Linked DNA regions of Mus musculus: region 2 is linked to region 1. Evidence: chromatin contacts called from public promoter capture Hi-C data. All regions are on one chromosome and are shown on one strand. The core of a region is the stretch at or near the end of the contact, and the rest is flanking DNA. Distances in the headings are between cores, read along the strand shown. Region 1 holds the start of Ice2 (interactor of little elongation complex ELL subunit 2). Region 2 holds the start of Zfp280d (zinc finger protein 280D).

Region 1 (6,485 bases), core at 1,893-4,392:
GGGAGGGAGGGAGGGAGGGAGGGAGGGAGGTAGGCAGGCAGGCAGGCAGGCAGGCAGGCAGGCAGGCAAGCAGGCAAGCAGGCAAGCAGGCAAGCAGGCAAGCAGGCAAGCAGGCAAGCAGGCAAGCAGGCAAGCAGGCAAGCAGGCAAGCAGGCAAGCAGTAAACTGAGGAAAGTGCTGCCCTGTGCCCATGATACACTGGTAGGAAGGATCTGACATCCTGCTCCTAGCCACACCCACAGTAGCTGCTGTCCCCACACTTTGACCACATGCTTTTGGGAAAACTAGACATGAGCACAGCATGAATGGACCACCGGATAAAGGATTCAAAAGAGTAACTTTGCAAAGCCCAAAGAAGCCCAAGAGAACACAACTGAACCAGTAACTGGAGCTAGGAAGACAGAGTGAGATTTGAGAGAGAAAATCAAGTGAAAACCAGTTTTGAACAAGAACCAAACAGAAATGCTTAAAATCAGGAGCGAGTCTAGAAAAAATAAAAATAAAAAATAAAGTTCATTTGAGGATTAGAAAGCTGGCTCAGTGGCTAAGAGCACTCACTGGTTGCTCCTGTAGAGGACCTGAGTTCAGTTCTGAGCACTCACATGGTGTCTGTAATCCAGTTGCAGAGGATCCAACACCCTCTTCTGGCATGTGATACTACATATACATAGTGCACATACATACATACATGCATACATACGTGTGCAAATATACACTTAAAATTAAATTAAAATAAATTAAAATAGATAATGGCTGAAAAGATGGCTCAGCAGTTAAGAGCATTTGTTCCAGCACCCACATGGTGATTCACAGACATCCAATAGCTCCACTTTCAGGGACTATAACGCCCTCTTCTGATGCCCTACAGGCACTGCACACACAGACATATGTGCAGGCAAAACATTTATGCACATAAAACAAGACACATAAACCTGAAATAATTTATTTTAAAAATAAATATCTTTTAGAAAATTCACGTGAAAGCCTCAACTACAGAGCACATCAAGTGGAAGAGAGACTGTGAGAACTTAAAGGCATACCTTTCAAACTATCAAATTCAGAACAAAAGAGAAAAAAAAGGACATTCAAGATTTTGGGAGACAGCATTGAATGGGGGACAAACATTTCTATCACTGCCATACCCAGGTCAAGAGAATAAAGTTTAAATGTGTAGAACAGTCATTAAATGAAATGCTAACAGAAAGCTTCCCTAGCTTCAGAAAGGTATTGGACACTCATAAACCGGAGACCTCTGGATCCCCAGAAAAGACATGAGCAGAAAGAACCATCACCATTACATAACCACACTGTCAAGAGGATAGGGCAGCACTGGGGCTACAGCTCAGCGCTAATGCCTGGTTAGCATACTTAAAGCTCGGGGTTAAATCCCCAGAACAGCAGCAAGATAACAGCTAAATACGTGATAGAAAAGAACTGTAAAATCTGCAAAGCACTAAATCACATTTAATAGAAGCCCCATTAGAGTAAGAGGAAATTTCTCAGTAAAAGCCCTACAGGCAAGGAAAGCACAGAATGACATATTTCAAGTCAGGAAAGAAAACAACTGCCAATCAGGATCACTATACTCAGCAGAGCTATTCTTCAGAAATGAGGGGGAAACAAAGATCTTCCAAGATAAGCAAAAACTGAGGAAACTGGGGACTACCAACCTTACCTTACAATGGATACTTCATGGGGGACTCAGAAGTGAAAGAAAGATAACATCATGGGTGTGTTAAAACAGTAATGTTACTAGAAAATACACAAAAGACATATAGAAGAGAATCAGATATTTCAAGCAAGTGAAAGAGGGAAGATTAAGATGAGTAAACTTGAAAGGGGAATATTTATTTATTTATTATTTATTTATTTTTATTTTTAAATATTTATTTATTTATTTTCGAGACAGGGTTTCTCTGTGTAGCTCTGGCTATCCTGGAACTCACTCTGTAGACCAGGCTGGCCTCGAACTCAGAAATCTGCCTGTCTCTGCTTCCCGAGTGCTGGGATTAAAGGCGTGCGCCACCACACCCAGCTTAAAAGGGGGTCATCATTTATGGTTCTAGCCACAACATCTTGTCTTAAAAGATTTATTTTTATTTAAATGTCTCCATGTGTGTACCACATGTGTTTGGGTACTCTCGGAGGGCAGCAGGTAGGAGGGCAGCGGGTAGGTACCAAATCCTCAGGAGCTGGATAACAAATGTTTGTGAGCCACCTCATGTGGGTGCTGAGGACTGAACTTGAGTCCTCTGGAAGAACAGCAGCAAACAGTCTTAACTACCAAGCCTTTTCTCCAGCCCCAGTAACACTTAAAGTGGCTCGTCACTCTCTTTTTTGATCCGTTTACACACGATGACTTAGAGTCCCAAAAATCAGAAGTTCTGGAAAAGCCGGTTTTAGTTTTGGTCCTTCTTGCACTCAACACCAAACAGAAAATATTTGTGCTTAATCCATCTCTTTTTAATGAATTGCTGCAAGAATAGCGTGAGAGACTCGAAGGCCCACTAGCAGACATTGGCCTATCTCTAAAATGAAAAAGAGAGTGGAGTGGAGATTTTGGGTGTAATGAGAGCCTAGTATGTGTTGAGTAGTGCGCTAAATATAGCTTCATTCTTTGTCTTATTTAGACCTTTCCAAAACCCTTATCTGTATGTAATAAAAATTGATGATAGGGGCTGAATATGTAACTTGGTAGGGTGCTTGCCTGTCATCCTGAAAGATTAGGTTCCCTTTCCAACACCGTATACATGGGGTGTGGTGGTAGTGCATGTCTGTAATCCCAACACTCAGGATGTGGGGGTCATAAGGATGAGAAGTTCAAGGTTAGCCTTGGCTGGAGTACATAGGATATTTAAAGTGAACCTGCCCTACTTGAGACACTATTTCTAAGACAGACAGACAGACAGACAATCAAGCACACACATAAAAACTACTGACGAGTCAGGATCAGAATGAGGGAAGCCTGAAGTTACAGCCTGGGTCTACCTGGTCCCTTAACACTGTGGCCAGTCCTCCCTTTGCATTCGCGCGCAGGCCCGTCCCGCGGCGCTCGCGTGACGTCATCACGCGCGGCCGTGCGGGCGCCCTCGGGGCTTTTAAATGAGGCCTTCGTAGGCGGGCAGCAGTGAGTTCAGCACAAAACGTGTGTGGAAGCGTCGGCTTTTCTCGGGGGCCAGAGCCGCTTGGGACCCTGAGGTGGGCGGAAAGGCGGCTGCGCGCCGACTCCGGCTCGTCGGGAACGCGAGGGGCGGGAGAGGGAACATGGCGACGCGGGTCTGAGGCAGCGCCTCACCGGACTTTGCTCACAGGCCTTCCTCGGCGGCTTCCCTCACGTGTCTTCCTCGGCGGCTTCCCTCACAGGCCCTAAGGCTTTCCTCATTCGACCCCTCTCCTTCCCCGATACTTTTGTCTCCCTTTGCTTCTCTGTAGTTCCCTCCCCTCCCCCTCAGCCCCACACTCAGGGGAAAGGAGAGGTAGGTGGTAGGCGGAGAGGGACGCCCCTGAGACCCCATAGGGACCCAGAGGCCAGTTCCTGCATTGGACTCCTAAGTATCTCAAGGCCGCACGGGATGACAGGGACAGACACCCAGCGTGAGTGAAGAAGTCAAGCTACAGCGTTAATTCCGATGACACCTTTAAAGGTGCCTGTGAATTGTTTTCTGGAGTTGCTCGCACCTGAGTGTCACAAGTGCAAAGTTCTCTTTGAAAAGGACACGGTCCCTGGGATCCAGAGAGCCTTTTCTGTGTGCATCGCATGTCATAGACCGCCTCCATAGCTGTATATAACTAGAGGAAATGGAAACACGATTTGTATTGGTGGTAAGGGAGTGAGGGGAAGGGAAGACAGCCCTGCCATAATGTAAACAATGCGAGAACACAGGGCACCCTTCTGGTTTGGGGTCTTACTAACTCAGCTAATGTTGAGGCTAACACTCCTTGCATAAGTTAAAGGGAACGGATCTTTGCTACAAAGAATCGTTCTGCCTGCCTGTGTGTTTTAGTCACTTGAGGTAGATGCTAATCAAGCAAAGGCTTTTTATGACCCAAGGTGATATAGGTTTGATCTTGACCTTTTGTTTGTCTTCAGTTAACTGTAGACTCTAGGAAGGATCCGACCCTCACTCTCTGGGAGCCTTCACTGCCCAGCTGAAATAATTGTGGGCTAGAGTGAAGGAGAATTCTAGGAAGATGAGCTCTAGCATAACCATGAGTGAACCAAGGCTGAACTGGTGAGTTGGTCCTCTTCCTGATCCACTGTGAAGGAACAAGCTGGGGATGGTGGGTATCATAGGAAAGGAGATTTCTGGCCTGGAGAGATTTTATAATTTTTAGCCACCAGGGTCTCAGAAATTACCCTGTTCATATACCAAGTTTGTTGAGTTATAGCTGACTGATTTTTAAAGATTTTTTTTATTATGTATATGAGTACACTGTAGCTGTCTGCAGACACACCAGAAGAGGGCATCAGATCCCATTACAGATGGTTGTGAGCCACCATGTGGTTGCTGGGATTCGAACTCAGGACATTTGCTGAGCCATCTCTCCAGCCCCCTAGCTGGAAAGATTTCAATTCCTAAAATGACAACCTAACACTCAAGTTCTTAGTTATAATTTTATATCATTATTACAGTTTTCTTGTGGAGAAGTGCTCGAATTGTTGTCAATATTTCAGTTTAATTCCTTCACTCAAGTAACATTGACCATAACGTATCAGTCTCAATTATAATGGGATATTTTGGGGTGGGGTGGGGGCTGGGTCTCTCTGGTCTCCAGGCTTACCTGGAGCTCACTATGGAGATCAGTCTGGCCTTGTACTCAGAGAGATCCACCTGCCTCAGCATCCTGAGTGCTGGATTAAAGGTGTGTTCCACCATGTCCAACCTGTACTGAATCATTTACAATTCTTCCTAGTACTAGAACTAGGTATTCTCATGATATCTAGGTATTCCCTAGATAGTTCTGTGCTGTGCAGATGCTCCCCCACACCTCTGGCACTGTGATACCAAAGTGATTTTGAAGTGTTACAGTTTCCATTCCCACAGATTAATCCTTAAATTAATCTCAGTACTTCAATTCTTTATTTCTTTCATTTAACCAACATTGGCTGTATTAGTCTCAAACTAATTTTGATATTATAGAACTTATCACTTTAGAGATGGGTTTAGGAAACACCTGTCATTCACCCCATTTATCAAGTCAGATCAAGTTAACAGTAAATAGGAGGGCCAGTGTTTTCACTTGGCACAATAGTACCCAAATCAAAAATAAGTTGTTACATTTTAACATTACCATTCATGCCAGAGGTGAGCCCTGGCCCTGACAGACCCTTGATTAAATGTCATTCTGTCCCACCTTTACTGTTCAAGCTTCTGAAGTTATTTGTATACTACAGGAAAACAAACTATGGACCTTGAGAATTTCACACTGCTCCAAGCTTAAAGCTATCTAAGAAGTAAAACATGTAAATACACAAGATCTGGTACATGAAATTATACTGGCTAGGAGGTGATTGGGAAAAGCTGGGGTAGAGGTTATAACTTACAGCTCTAACATTATGCTTCTTTGTCTAACATGAGATTTTGAATTGTCGAGTACAAATAAATTACTTTATTCCACAGGGATGTTACACCCAAAAATGGCCTTAAAGCATTTTTCTCTCCAGAAAATTATAAAGACCATTCCATGGCTCCAAGTTTAAAAGAACTCTATATTTTGTCTAACAGGTAATATTCACTTGGTTATTTAATTTTTCATTTCATTGCTGTTTTTCTGATAACTGAAATTTTATGACTATCATAGTAAACATTTGAATTATAAAAATGTAAAAAATAGAAGAAAGCTGCTGATAACACTTTGATATTTACCTTTCTCCATACACAGCTGTATATTTATATACACAGAATGAGATCATAGTTGTAATTTCATCAGAACACCATAAAACATAATTCTGTCATTAAAAATCAGTGTTTGTGTTTTTCATGTATACGTATAATATTTTACCCTTAATCTTAATTAATAATTGCTTATTCTTTATATATGTACTTTAAATCCCTGTAGCAAGTCCTGTGTGGGAATTTTTTTTAAAATTCTGCAGTTATTTCTGTAAGGTAAAGTCATACAAATTATTGTGTATATTTTATATTTTAATAGATGGTACCAAATTGTCAGAAGAATTTTTCCTTCTCTGGTATAAAAGTGACTACTCAGCAGTCTTCCTGCTCTCATGCCTGTAGCATCTCCTTCTCCCTTTTTGATTGGCTGTGTCTGTTCTGTTGTGGGTTACTCTGGAGACCAGGGATAGGGAGTTAGAGACCTCCTGCAAGGGAGCTGAGATCTTCTGTGATCCTATGAGCTTTTACAGTGGAAGAACTCTTTCTCTCCCCACCTTTTCCATCTTCTCAGTGTTCTTTCAGTCTGTTATTCTACTTACACTTCTGTCTTCATTTTCTCTTGCTTTTGATCAACATTTGGATATACTTAAG
Region 2 (6,485 bases), core at 2,919-5,418, 2.9 Mb after region 1:
AGAAACCGATTGTTATAGTCCATTTTCAGTAGGACTTTCCTTCCATACTTACAGCTGGCTAGGAAGAACTCTTGTTAGAAAAGTCTGTGATTGAACCCAATTGGAGGTGTGAAGTCTAAGCTTTAAACTGTTCGTTCACTGGATAAGGCTTTGTGTTCAAGGCCAATGAGATGGGGGAATTTGGAAGGAGTGAAAATTCAGGGTTATAGGAGAACAGGAGTTTTTCATGATAGGAGATTTTAAAAACTGCTGCCTTGTGCCAAATCAGTATTCCAGTTGTCGTTTTTTGGCCTTTTCTCTAAACCAGCATAGTTGTATGTTTGCAACTGCTTCTTTTCACTAGTTTCTTTTTCACTAGTTTCTTGAGGTTTGTACTGGCTGGCTTTTTGTCAACTTGACACAAGCTGGAGTTATCACAGAGAAAGGGGCTTCAGTTGAGGAAATGTCTCCATGAGATACAGCTGTGGGGTATTTTCTCAATTAGTGATCAAGGTGGGGAGGGCCCATTGTGGGTGGTACCATCCCTGGGATGGTTGTCTTGGGTTCTATAAGAAAGCAAGGTGAGCAAGCCAGGGGAAGCAAGCCAGTAAGAAACATCTCTCTCTCCAAAAAAAAAAAAAAAAAAAAAAAAAAAAAAAAAAATCTATCTCCCCATGGCCTCTGCATCAGCTTCTGCTCCTTGACCTGCTTGAGTTCCAATCCTGATTTCCTTTAGTGATGAACAGCAGTTTGGAGGTGTAAGCTGAATAAACCCTTTCCTCCCCAACTGGCTTCTTGGTCATGATGTTTTGTGCAGGAATAGAAACCCTAAGACAAGCTTATTATTGTTATTTCCAGTACTCATACTAACTTTCCTAAGTCTTCCCCTCTCTTATATCCCTATGATGGAATGTGTATGAAACTTCTTCCTAACAAACTCCAATTCTGTTATTTCCTGGTTCATCCTGAAATTCTTTTCTGAGGCAAAGTGAAATATCACATCTTAACCTGATTATGTCCCCATTGCTACTGCTACTAGTAGCCAAAAAGTTTTAAGGATGCAGTAATCAAAATTATTCAAATGTTGTTTCTTGGGAAGATTAATCTGGAAAGGTAATCAGCATGTTGGCTACATTGATAAGGAATATCTGCAAAAGTTTAGAGCTGAAGAGAAAAAACTTAATCAAAATAGGAAGGCAGGTTTGTGAGAGGCAAGAATTTAAGTATTGTTCACACTTGAAAAATTAGGCTACTATTGTCATTGATCTTTGGAGAGCTCTCAGTGTAGGAAAGTTTCTGTTCTGATCAGGCCATACCTTGCCCAGATCAGCTCCATCTTGACTACAAATGCAGAAGCAGAAGGATCACATATTTTATCTGTACACAGAGACACTGTGGTGACGAAGACTGATGTTTTTCATTTATTTTATTATTTATTTTTACCTTTGGTTTTTTCGAGACAGGGTTTCTCTGTGAAGTCCTGGCTGTCCTGGAACTCACAATGTACACTAGGTTCGCCTCAGACTTGGAGATCCACCTGCCTCTGCCTCTGCCTCCTGAGTGAGTGCTGGGATTAAAGGTGTGCACCACTGCTACCCCACTGAGGCAGAAGGGTTTATATGTGTCCTCGCTTTCTTAGAGATTCCATTCCTTTACTTGCCTTGAAAGACCCACAACATGAGGACTCCCCCACATTCTGACTCAGGAGAGGCGACACCCCAAATCACTCACGAGAAACGGTCTCGCTGCAAACTGCAAGAGGACTTTTATTCAAGAGCGCTTTTGGGCCCACAGTCATATACCACACAGGGGTAGAGGACCCCTGGCACCCCGAGTAGTTGGGTAAGGGGGTATTTAAAGGAAGAAACCACAACTCAAGGAGGTGGGGAGGGCGTTGTTGGAAAATACCAAAAATACCAGTTAAGAGTCATGAGGTGGTGGAAAGTCAAGACAGTTTTCTAGGAGCCTCTAACAATAGCACCTTTGCACAGCGGGTTCCAGCAAGAGTCAAGGCAACTTTCTTTGAATGAACGCTTCCTGAACCCAGGAAGTGGGTGGGTGGAGGAATGTTGCTATCTGTTTTATGATTAGCATGCCTTGGAGCATTGAGTCACAAAGGTCACATTCTTAAGCCTGGGCCTAAAGGCCTAGAATTTTGTTTTTAGGTTATACTTTTTCAGCCTTATAGCCTACTTGTTGCGTGTAATTTTAAAAACCTGTTACCAACCTTGCCTGGTGTCACAGCCTGCACTCCAGCCTCTCTGGGTTTAGCTCTGTGATCTGCCACCACCAGTCTCATTCAGCTCTGCCAATGACCAGCTGGTCATTTTTCCCAGGAGCTGCAATTGCTCCCCCAACCCTCTCAGGCTAACTTCCACCAGCAACTGCCCTGGCTGCCCTCTTTCTTCTCCTGTCCACCTTAGCTACATGGATAGAAAACATTAGACAGTTTTATTATTTTAAAGCTAGCCAGATAACTCAACAGCTGGGTAAAGAATTTCCTGCCCCAATTCTATCAGCCAGCTCCCCACAACCTTCTCAGTCCTTGCTGGCAGCAGAGGCTACAATAATTCTAAGTGTCCCAAGATCTACATGACTTCAGCTTCCCTTTCCATCCAAATCCTGGTCCAAATTCCTCTCTCCCTGTGTCCCTTCTCTTCTGGGACCTGCAAGTCCCACCATTTTTCTTTCGTCCAGCAATTGGCTTCCCCCCTTTTTATTGACACAATCAAGAACCAAGTAGGGATACAACACCTCCCTCTTTACCTACTCCTTTAGAATTCCAGGGTATCTTGAAGACCCACTGAAACATCCAACCTGAATTGAGCAATTACTGAATTCTTGGACTTTTTGTCCATAGCCAGCCATTGTTGCTTATAAGTCATTCTAATAACCCCCCTTTCTATGCACATGGATTCATTCTCTAAGTTCAGTTAGAAAACTAATAATATAGGTACCTAACACTGAGATGGTGACTGAATTGCTAACCTCTCACCTGACCACCTGGTGTCTCTTTCAAGGAAGTGATAGGCAGACAAATCCTAAATTCACAATACTGGGCTTAGCCCACCTGCAGTGTCCTCCTTCTGTCTTTCTAATGGATCTTGCTCCTCTCTGGCTTCTAGCCCCCTGTGGTCCTGTTCTGCAGCCCTAGCTCCACTGGCCTCCTATTGGGTTCCCAGATCCCTTCCCTTAGTATCTGCAACTCACTTTATATATGTATCAGCTTTCTGCTTTTGTCCTCTGAAATCTGCTGGTCTCTTTAAACCTTTTGTACCCATTCTCTAAGTATGAAATGTATTGAGCTAGTAATTAAGACTGGAATAAAAGAAGCTTTGATCGCCGAGAGCCTGGTATCTATAGACACTGAGGCTATTTGATAGAAGGTAGCTCATAGTATTTGAGTTTATGTGTATCTGTGTTTTTTTGTCTGTATATATGCCTGTGTGCCACTTTAGTGTCTGGTGCCTACCGAGGCCAGAAGAGGGCATCAGATCCCCTGAACTGTAGTTGTGTGCCACCATGGGGTGCTGCGAACCAAATTAGGGCACTCTAGAAAAGCAACATGGGCTCTTACTCATTTTACATCTCTCCAGCCCTCGTTTTATTGCCTCTTTCTTTCTTCCTTCCTTCCTTTCTTTTTTTTTTTTTTAACAAAATCTGACATCGTTCAAACACACAAATGTCCATCTACATTTCGGACATAACATGGTGTCTGTTTCCTTACAGATCCGACTTACGATGAAGTATTCTTATAAATACATCGGCCATTTTTTTCCACCTCCAATTACGGATTACTATTCATACAATAGGAGTGAAAAAGATACCCAAACAAAAACGTACTTTCCAAAAACAACGTGGTACTATCCTGGAAACTCATCTCCTTTTCCTCTCACACCCTTCCCCATGCCCTTTAACCCTCGCACACGGAGAAGGATGGAACTCACTGCTGAGTGCCTACAAATTCTAGGCCTGAGGCGGCCATGAGCGCCACGGCCTAGCTCAGCCCGGTCCCCGCGTGTCCTCGCCGGCTGCTAGGGCCCGGCCGGCCCGGGCCTTCGAGGTCCGCAGCACGGCGCATATGGCCGCGCTCGCCTCCCGCGTTGGCGGGAAGACTGGGAGCGCGGACGCGCGAGGCCAACCCGGAGCCTACCCATGAGGCACTGCGCCCTGGCTCGCGACAGCCCCCTCCCCCCTCACGGCGCCCAGCAGCCCCGCTCCGCGATGGGAGCCGGAGCGGCCTCGGCGTACACAGCCCGCGCTCCTCCCTCGCCTCCTCCTCTTTCTCCTCCTCCTCAGGGCTCCAGTCAGGCCGAGCCGCTCCGCTCACGGTAAGCGTCCCCCGCCCCGCGCGGCCGCCCGCCCGCCCGCCCGCGAAGGCCCTCCCGCGCGGCCGCGCCGCCGCACTCCGGGGGCGCAGGGTGGGGGTCTCGGGCCGCGGCGCGTCGGCGAGAGCGCCCGGGCCGGGCAGGGCAGGGGCCGGCTGCGCATGGGGCCGGGCCCGCCATCTTGCCGGGCCTGGCGCGGGAGGGTTCCCGGCGCGACGAGGCGAGGCGGCCGGCGGCGCGGCGGCCCACAGTACAGGGCCGCCCAGCCGTCGCCTCGCCTCGTCGCCTCGCCACCGCGCAGATCCTCCCATCGCTTTCTCAGCCCGGCTGTGCTCTCGGGGGACGACTCCCCTCGGTCCTTTGTACCTTGTCCGCGGGTGTGTGTGTGTGTGTGTGTGTGTGTGTGTGTGTGTGTGGCGGAGACCCGAGCTCACAACCCAACCCACTCGACTCTTCACGCAAGAGCAGAACCCCACTGGCGTTCGCCATAACAGCCACAGAGGCCTTACCTTGTGCTAGACGACCGCTCCTATCTAGCCACCTTTCTTGTCAAAGGAATGTCCCCACTCTGCCATAGCCCCGCTATTGTCTACCAGAGGAGGGCTTTGAGGAGAACCGAGCCTGACAGATTTTCCAGCTGTGCGTTGCAGGTTTCACTTAATAAACCACAAACGAGTGGTCGCGCTGAGGTTTTAGCCTGCGCAAGAAGATGGTGTTTTCACGACCAACCTGCATTTGTAACCCGTTAGGAAAGAAATATGCTAGGAAAAAAATGGACGTTAACCTGCTGCGAGCATGGAGACTTTTGGCTTCACGAAGAAAAAAAATTTTTTTTTTAAATAGTCCGCCATACTTAAACATTTGGCTTTATTTTCAAGTTTGGACTGAATCATCTAAATACTTGGACGTCTTTTAGTGCCCTTAACCATAAATTCACACGATGGAAGTAAGAGTTTGAAGGTACAAAACCCTTCCCTTGGCATCTGTGTGCTATCTTGTTTTGAGAGATGACTGTACCAACTCAAGTTGTTTGGATGTAACTGATAGGGTGAAGGGACCGGGTTGGAGGACCTTGTGCTTTTTGATGGTCCACCATCTGCACTAAAGCCATCCTTGAGTTTGAGTGGTTGTATCTGTCATTGGTGTCAATGTTTACCTTGGGCTACTTTCGGAGACGTTTTTGTTGGCAGAGCAGTTTTGAAGGTCAGCCTCAGAAATGACGATGAGAACGCTTGGCTACCGGGGCCATTACGGAACCTTAAGTTTTAGGACTCCTCATTCAGCTCACCTCAGTATTTTATGTCCCATTTTCACTGCAGTGAGGTTCCTGAGAATAGGTGAGGAGGCACAGGCCTCCACATTTGAGAAACTCCGTTTGCCATTAGACTCTAATTTCTGGATCATTTGTTATCTTTAGATGTTATTAGTGGTCATGTTCTTTCCAAGCACACTGGGGAGTTGAATATAGCATGTTCAGATGCCTACCACCTAGTGTGAATATTTGTAAACATTTTGTCACATTTGCTTTGTCTCAGTCTGCTGAATATGTGAATGATTGCTAAAGACGTTACAGTTCACCCCTAAGTACTGGATATGTATATCAATAAAGAAAAGATAAAGGCCACTTTCTCTATACTACCGTAACAGAATACCATGGTCACACCCAAGAAAAATATTTGCTAAAATGCATTTAGTACATAAAGTTAGGGCTAAAAAACTTGAATACATTCAGGCTTAATTATTTTTTTACAATATTTCATAAATCATCTGGAACACTTCATATTATAAAAAGTGGGGAGACAGTATATGATTAGTAATTCTAGCTTTAGTCTCAGTTAAAATGTTGACTATTGAAACTGTTCCTTTTGCAATTAGCATGTAGTCTGGCATAGTTTTAGTGCTTAGTATGAATTCACCTTCATCTCTGGTAAAATAGAATCCATTCTAGGAATGACTGGAGTTAGGAAGAAAAGGAGCAGTTTTGGAGACTAGAATATGCTCAGTTTAATCAATTTGTAATTGGCCAGTCTGGTGGGGCATGTTTTTAATCCCAACACTCTGGGAGGCTGAGGCAAGTGGATCCTCCTATGTAGACTAAGCCAGCAGGGTGGTATAGTGAAACCTTGTCTCAAACAAAAGCAACAAAAACCTTTGGAATTGTCTATCCCTTGGTAAGGC

What was found. Promoter capture Hi-C pulls out the DNA fragments that hold promoters and counts their contacts.
Region 2: a promoter capture Hi-C map of liver shows a contact between it and region 1, with 7 times the contacts expected there. The contact joins the promoter of Zfp280d here to the promoter of Ice2 in region 1. A contact is called at or near these places in 3 of 39 promoter capture datasets (cranial neural crest, liver and pre-B cells).

What each region holds. Positions count from the first base shown.
Region 1 is chr9:69,394,856-69,401,340 of GRCm38.p6, forward strand. Ice2 (interactor of little elongation complex ELL subunit 2) reads left to right here and starts at 3,143. Exons shown (of 16, transcript NM_145618.3): 1 at 3,143-3,198; 2 at 4,091-4,232; 3 at 5,622-5,726. The coding sequence starts at 4,192.
Region 2 is chr9:72,270,720-72,277,204 of GRCm38.p6, forward strand. It overlaps Zfp280d (zinc finger protein 280D), which reads left to right and starts at 4,169. Exons shown (of 22, transcript NM_146224.5): 1 at 4,169-4,310.